2 separate regions of the Cricetulus griseus genome follow, and region 1 is linked to region 2. The links are chromatin contacts, called in public Hi-C maps. All regions are on one chromosome and are shown on one strand. Each heading gives the region's core, a stretch centred on a gene start, on an enhancer-like site or on the middle of the called end of the contact. The rest is flanking DNA. Distances are from core to core; before and after follow the strand shown.

The links. Hi-C and Micro-C count contacts between places; a contact is called where the count stands out from the background.
Region 1: a contact with region 2 is called in a Hi-C map of liver, with 4 times the contacts expected there. The contact joins the enhancer-like site here to the promoter of App in region 2. A contact is called at or near these places in 5 of 8 Hi-C or Micro-C datasets (the CHL-YN cell line, the CHO-K1 cell line, fibroblasts and 1 more).

Annotation. Positions count from the first base shown.
Region 1 is chr4:11,971,896-11,975,467 of CriGri-PICRH-1.0, forward strand. All of the region lies in intron 14 of App (amyloid-beta precursor protein), which reads left to right. Among named protein-coding and RNA genes, the nearest start is that of Atp5pf, 100 kb to the right of the region's middle. Within about 2 kb of position 2,321, at least 1 of the 6 cell types and tissues checked has open chromatin away from gene starts, as enhancers often do.
Region 2 is chr4:11,757,015-11,760,176 of CriGri-PICRH-1.0, forward strand. App (amyloid-beta precursor protein) reads left to right here and starts at 1,499. Exons shown (of 15, transcript XM_027412368.2): 1 at 1,499-1,625. The coding sequence starts at 1,569. It overlaps LOC118238768, which reads right to left and starts at 1,558. Exons shown (of 2, transcript XR_004769844.1): 1 at 896-1,558; 2 at 29-717.

The DNA of each region.
Region 1 (3,572 bases), core at 1,071-3,570, 220 kb after region 2:
AGAGTAGGAAAGGGCACGGCCAGAGGGTAAGATTTCTAAGTTGGGCGTAGGCAGATATCTGTGAGTTCATGGCCAGCCTGGTCTACAACGCAAGTTCCGGGACAGCCCAGCCGGAGCTGTTACACAAAGAAACTCTGTTTAGGTCAATGATGGAGTGCTTGCCTGGCATGCACTGGCTTCAACCCTCAGCACATTGATTTTACTTCTTAAAGCTGTCTGGGCTGAATGGGCTCAGCTCTTTACATTGTCATCATCTCCATTGGCCATTGAAGCCACCTGCTGTGCTGTGCAAAGGCTTGGGTGTGGGAAAGACAGAGTCCCATACCTGAAGCCAGGCTGACTGATGATCAAATCCTCTGTTGTTCAATCCAGACATCACGGGAGAGATTATACATTAGCGGGATGCCCATGGTTTCTTCTCCAACAAGGGGCTGTTCCTTCCCCTGGAAGAGTAGATTCTGTCCCCCATCCCATGCTGTCCCCGCATTCCTTCTAGAACTCTCCATGCCACACCTAGTCATAAAGGGATTAGCACAGTCCTCGAGGTAGCTTTGACAGTGAGGAAGGGATTGAGGGCCCTTGCTCTGAGGAAGTCTCACCCTTGCTCTCTGTTGAGCCTGTTGAGCCGGAGGTTTCTCCACAGACATGAATATTCACTTCCAGCATTCAAGAGGATTGGAGATTAAAAGGTGCCATTCCGACACCTCTCCTCGGGTGCCATTTGTAAAAGCAATCCCTTGAGAAGCTCAGAGCCCTGTAAACACTGAGGGCCAAGCTGCCCCATGGCAGGGATCTCGAACACCTCTGCTTCCCAGCAGCAAAGGGCACCGAGGATTAGCACATCAAAGAAACCAAGACAAGACTGAATTGAGATGCCAGGGCTGAGCCAGCTCTGAGCCTGGGTCTCTGGTGGGGTTCCCCTGAGCATTTGTTTTGGAGTTTGAAGAGATAAAAGTAAATAACAGTATTAAACAGGCAGGTGCTCTGCTGTTCTTGGGAAATGCAAGTGACTGTTGACAGGTAGCAGAGGTTTGCTGCTTCTCCTCAAGGTATATATTCTAACACACGGACGGCTGTTGTGTATATTTGCCTACTTTAAGAAACAGCAGTCGTGCTTGATCTCTGAAGCAAGATTTTTTTTTTAACTCCCTTCTTTGGAATCTCAATTATGGGGTAACACAAAGGGAGGGGGGAATGCCCAAGTTCAAATGGCATATTATTGCAGACAGTCCGGTCCCTAGCAAGCAGACCGGGAGAGTGACCAAATGCTCACACTTCGGGAATTAATCTGTACAGATAAACCGTTTCAGCTGGCAAGCCTGTGGCCAATTACACAGTTGCCAATTAAATCAAGGTGACCTCATTTGTTGACAACAGCACAGATCACAGGAAACGAGAGGAGATGGGAAAAACACCTGTGTGTTTGTCCCAAAGGGCAATGATGCTGAGCACCCATTTGAACAGTGTTGTCTGAACGCTGGCTCTTAGGTAGCACTTGTTCTAGGAGGAAATGCCCAGAGCTGTCACTGGACTAACCCGGGGACAGGACTGCAGGCAACTCTCACAGGAGGGAAGATGAGAACAGCTCCCATCAGGATACCACCTCCTGACGATGGGAGGAGCCTGGGGCAATAAGCAGAAGGAACTGTCCTGTGGGCAGAGAGAGCATGGAAGCTTCTGTTTCCACTGCATGGTGACTGTATCATGAAGTCTGTCTCCTGCCCAGGCTAAAGAGTCGCTGTGAGGGTCACACAGTGGCTGTGAAGGGATTTATGTCTGCAAGGCTCTCCATCTGAGGTACTTCTTAGGTGGGACTAGTCATGACCTATCTATATAGGTCTATCCATACACCTGGTCGCTCAATGCTGACACCGTGAGCTCTACGGCTTTTTGTTTTCTGGGGGGTTTGTTTTGTTTGGCTTTGGTTTTGGTTTTTGGTTTTTTTGTTGTTATTGTTTTCCTGCATTGGGGTTTAGGAGCCACCACTGCAATGAGACAGCCATGCTGAATCCAAACTGTGCCACATTGGGGGTATCAGAAAGGAAAACACTGGGTAAATTGTCAGATGTTCCTTGGCAATGCTTAGCCATGGTAAATGGGGTCCTACTGAGGTTGCAAGGTCAGTTCAGCCCTGGACAGAGTAAGAAGGATGCCTTTGAAATACAGCCCCTAGAATATGCCTTAACTTTCCCGGGGAAAAGACGCTTTATTCTGTGTGCATCTGAGCAGGTTCTCTTCATCTTCTAGTGGTTCTGCAGAGGCTGAGCTCTTATTAATTCAGCAGACTGAAGCAAGCACCTCCCCTTCTCACTGGGAGAGGTGGTGCAAATATAGAAACAAGAACAGCCATGAGCCACCGTAAAGAGATAAGTGCCCTGCACAGTCTTCGGAGACTGTCAGCCTGCATGGCTCTTCGTGAAAATGGCTGAGGGAGAGCATGTTTATAATGCTGACCTGATCCAACAGGCAAACCCTGAAGTAGTAACAGAATCCCTGTGATGACTTAGCTGGCTGTAGTTCCTATGTATCTTAGGGTTCAGGGAAGTGTGTGTCTTTGTGTGTGTGTGTGTCTTTGTGGGTGTGTGTCTGTCTGTGTGTTTGTCTGTGTTTGTGTGTGTGTGTCTGTGTGTGTGTGTGTGTGTCTGTGTATGTATGTGTGTGTGTCTGTGTGTGTGTGTCTGTGTCTGTATGTGTGTGTATCTGTGTATGTTTGTGTGTCTGAATCTGTGTTGTGTGTCTGTGTGTGTATGTGTGTGTGTCTGTCTGTCTGTCTGTCTGTCTCCATGAATACAGGTCTGGCCCTGAATCCAACCCCCAGTATGGCAAATTATATATGTGTAAGTATTTTAGAGAGACATATATGTGTATAAAACATGTGTTTTATATATAGCATGTAAGTCAGCATGTCTCTACATAGCTTTCCTTTTATACATGTTACCACTTTAATCAATAGGTTCTCAGAAGTCCCTAACATTTCTACAAATATAAAAGCATATTGAAATGATAGAAGATACTTGGAACCCCAGAGAGCTGAGTATTATACTCTGCCCAGTTCTAAGTGTCACAGTGAGCTCTGTGTGAAGCTCTCTCTAGCTTGCCACCCCATGTCTTCAGTGTTAGCTATTTGTTTCAGCCAATGGGCCTGCGCAAACCATCAAGATTTTCAGCACCACCTAGTGGCTAGATGTTGCATCGGCATAAGCCATGGACACTCTACTGTGTAATGTCAGAAATTGGAGGATAAAGATAATAAAACCATGAATGTTAAGCCAGGCAGTGCTGGCGTATGCCTTTGATCCTAGCACTCAGGAGGCAGAGGCAGGCGGATCTCTGTGAGCTCGAGGCCAGCCTGGTCTACAAAGTTACAGAAAAACCCTGTCTGGAAAAACAAAGAAAAAAAAAAAAAAAAAAAGGCGTGGATGTTATGCACTTTGGGAAAAGAAAACCCCGCAGACTATGTCCTATTACTGCCCAGTAGTACCGCGCTCCCTTACAGGGCCGGTGTGTTTTAAACTCGAGTCTCATGCCTGCTTTCTAGGTTGATGCTGCCGGGCTCCCTCACAGGGCCGGTG
Region 2 (3,162 bases), core at 249-2,748:
TGATAAAAAAGAATCATAACCAAAAGCAACTTGAGGAAAGGATTTATTTAGCTTACAGGCTCTGATCGCAGTCCGTCATGAAGGGAAGTCAGAGCAGGAACTCAGGGCACTGAGCCAGAGGCTATGGTGAAAACTGCTTACAGGTTTGCTCCTCATGCTTACAGGTTTGCTGGGCCCGTTTTCTTACACAACCCAGGACCACCTGGCCAGGGCTGGCCTACCACATCGATCAATAATCTAGAATAAGTCTCCAAGGTCTTGCCTCCAAGCTAATTTAATGGAGGCATTTCCTCCAATTTAGGGTCCTTCTTCCCAGATGACCACAGCTCAAGTCAAGTTGTTAAAAAACACATGAGGTGAGGAAAAAGGTAGTGGCATCAGAGCCAGAAACTCATCCGGCATTATCTCCTGACCCCTCTCACTAGGCCATAGGGTTTTGCCACATCCAGTCAGGAGGGGGTGAATATCTGGATGGTTCTAGGCCATTCTAGCACTGCACTATTTGCGATTCATGCAGGAGAAAATGGCTTTACAGAGGTCCTTTTCTGTGATTTAAGGCAGATGCCAAGAAGGACAAGAGCAGAGTTCAGGCCAAAGTCCTTGGTGAAGGAGGAGGAACCAGGGCCATAGCGCAGGATCCCTTCCAGCTCAACTTTATCTCCTCTCCATCTTAGATTTCACCTCCGTCTCCTCCGATCCGGATGCCTCTCTTCTTCTCTGAAACCGCCCAAATCAAACAAAAATGCAACAACAATTAAAAAATACCCCCACGCCCCACTATAAACCTAAAGAAAACCGGTCTTTCTGCGTCCTGGGTGGCAAGCCCTTTTCTGGCGCATTCTAACGACAAAAATTCCAGGTTGCTGGGGGCGGGGGCGGCGGGGGTGGAGGTTACCCTTGTGCAAAGAAATCCTATTGCTGATGTTCTCGGCCTCGCGCCACCTCTCCAAACAGAGCAAATGAACTGCAGATAATAAAAACGCACCGCAGCAGAGGCTCCCCAGCCACATTCCAGAGAGGCCTGCGGGGTCGGGTGACTCAAGCTCACGGGGACGAGCCGGGAGCGCTCCCGACTTTCCTGGAACCCAAACGTGAATCCTAGGATTCACCCCCGCTCCCCGCACCCCTGCCTGCCCCGGACTGCCGGTCCCTGTCCCTGACCCGGGTCATCCCTTCCTTGGTTCCCGGAGCCCAGGGAGGGGGGGGCGCGGGTTCCGCAGCGGCGTGCCGGTGCCCGGGCCACCGCACCTGTGGGCTGCTGGCCGGGGTCGCCTCCGGTGGCGCCCGGGCGGGCGCAGCTCCCCGGGCTCCGCTAGAGGTCTCTGTCGGGTGGCGAGCCGGGTGGGCGGGATCAGCTGACTCTCCCGGCTGCGAGCCCCGCCGCCGCCGCCGCGCTCCTGCTCTGTCAGTTTCTTCAGCGGCGGGAGGCGAGAGCACCCCGAGCCGAGCAAGCGAGCGAGCGCGGGGGCTCCCGGAGACCGCGGCGGCGACAGCGACGCGGACCCAGGCAGGGCGCGGCGGATCTCCCATTCGCACCCAGCGCACTCGCTGCCCCAAGCGGGATCACGATGCTGGCCGGCTTGGCGCTGCTCCTGCTGGCCGCCTGGACCGTCCGGGCGCTGGAGGTGGGTGCCGCGCCTCGGGAAAGGGACCGGGGCGGGGGTCGGGGAGGCGGGCGCCGGGTGGGTGGGTGGGTGTGGGTATGGGGGACCCGATCCTGCTCACCCAGCACGGAGCTGGGGTCGTGAGAGGCTGGGGACTGTCGCGGGCATCCCGCTCTCCGCCGCCCCCGCCTGCGGGCGCCCTGCGCATCGGCGTCTCCGGCCCAGCCCTGCCCAGGGACGCGCTGCCCGGCCCGCGGACAGGGAGCGGGCGAGGCGCCGGGCTCCCCCGACCCGTGCCAGCCCCGGGCGAGGGCGAGGGGGTGAGCCTGAGCGCAGACCCCGACCGACTCCTCCCTGCCCGGAGAGCCGGGCTGGGGGGTGCGGAGACAGCCAGGCGGTGGGGGGAAGGGGACACGTGTGGGAGAACTGAAAGCGCGGAGTCCCCGAATCCCGTGCCCCGCGAGGAAATCGCCGCCCTTCCCTTTCCCCGGGGCGAGCCCTGGCTGGGGACGGGGACATCTCTGGGAGCCGGGGAGCGCCTGGCTCCCCTTCCCTTCCCTTCCCTTCCCGTCCCTCCTTCCCTTCCCCCGCCCGACTCGGCGGCGCGAAGCCCCTTCGCTCCCGGCGGCGCGGCGGCGGCTGCAGCCTGCGCAGCGACCCCTCTCCCGAGCGGGCGCGGGGTCGCGCGCCGCCTTCCGCGGGCAAACTTTGTGCATTTCCGTGTCTCCCTTTTGTGTTAAGTTGCAAGTGACTGGGGGTGTGTTGGGGGGGAACCGGAGAGCGGCGGCCCCCCGGCAGGCACCGTCCTTCACACTGGACGTCCCGGGCTCTCTCCGCTGTGCCTCCAGCTTCTCCCAGGGACCCAGAAGGTTCCCCGGGAACAAAAGCGGCGACACCCCGCCCTCGCCGTCCAGGGCGCGGTGGCGGAGCCGAGGGAGTTTGTGCGCCACCGCGGCGGCTCCCTTCCCCGCGCCGCGCGTCTGTCCCCGAGGGCCCGGGGGTGCTGCCGGGGCCCCGCGGTCTCCCTCCCCCGCATCGCCACCACCTAGTGCCGACCCTGAGCGGGGCTGCAAAGTCCTCGCAGGGAGAGGGGGGGGTGAGGGGGACAGAGAGCCGGGAGCGAGGCGTGCGTCTGCAAAGGGCAGTGCCGGGCGGTGGGGAGGCTGGGGCTCCTGAGCATCCAGGGAGGCGTTGGTCTGATTGAGGTGGGGCCTCCTCAGGGCAGTTCTGGGGACTCCAGCTTAGTCACCCCTGGGGGCGCAGGATGCTGGGGACGGTCCTCAGGGTCCTTTTTGGGAAGGGTGCAGATAAAAAAAAAAGGGTCGAGTAGAGTGAAGATTAAGACGGAGAAGATGGCGCCTCTGCAGTGCAGCAAAGAAAAGCTGTGTGGAGGCTGCAGCCTGTGAAATCCACCCACCACTAGGTGTATAACAAGTCTTCCCCATTCATCCAACTCTCCAACATCCAGCAAAAGGGTTGTTTTCCTTTTTACCCAAAGATGCCTAGAAGTTGCTTGCGTGGCAGCTGGTTGTGTTTCGCATCGTTTGTTCCTTTTTCA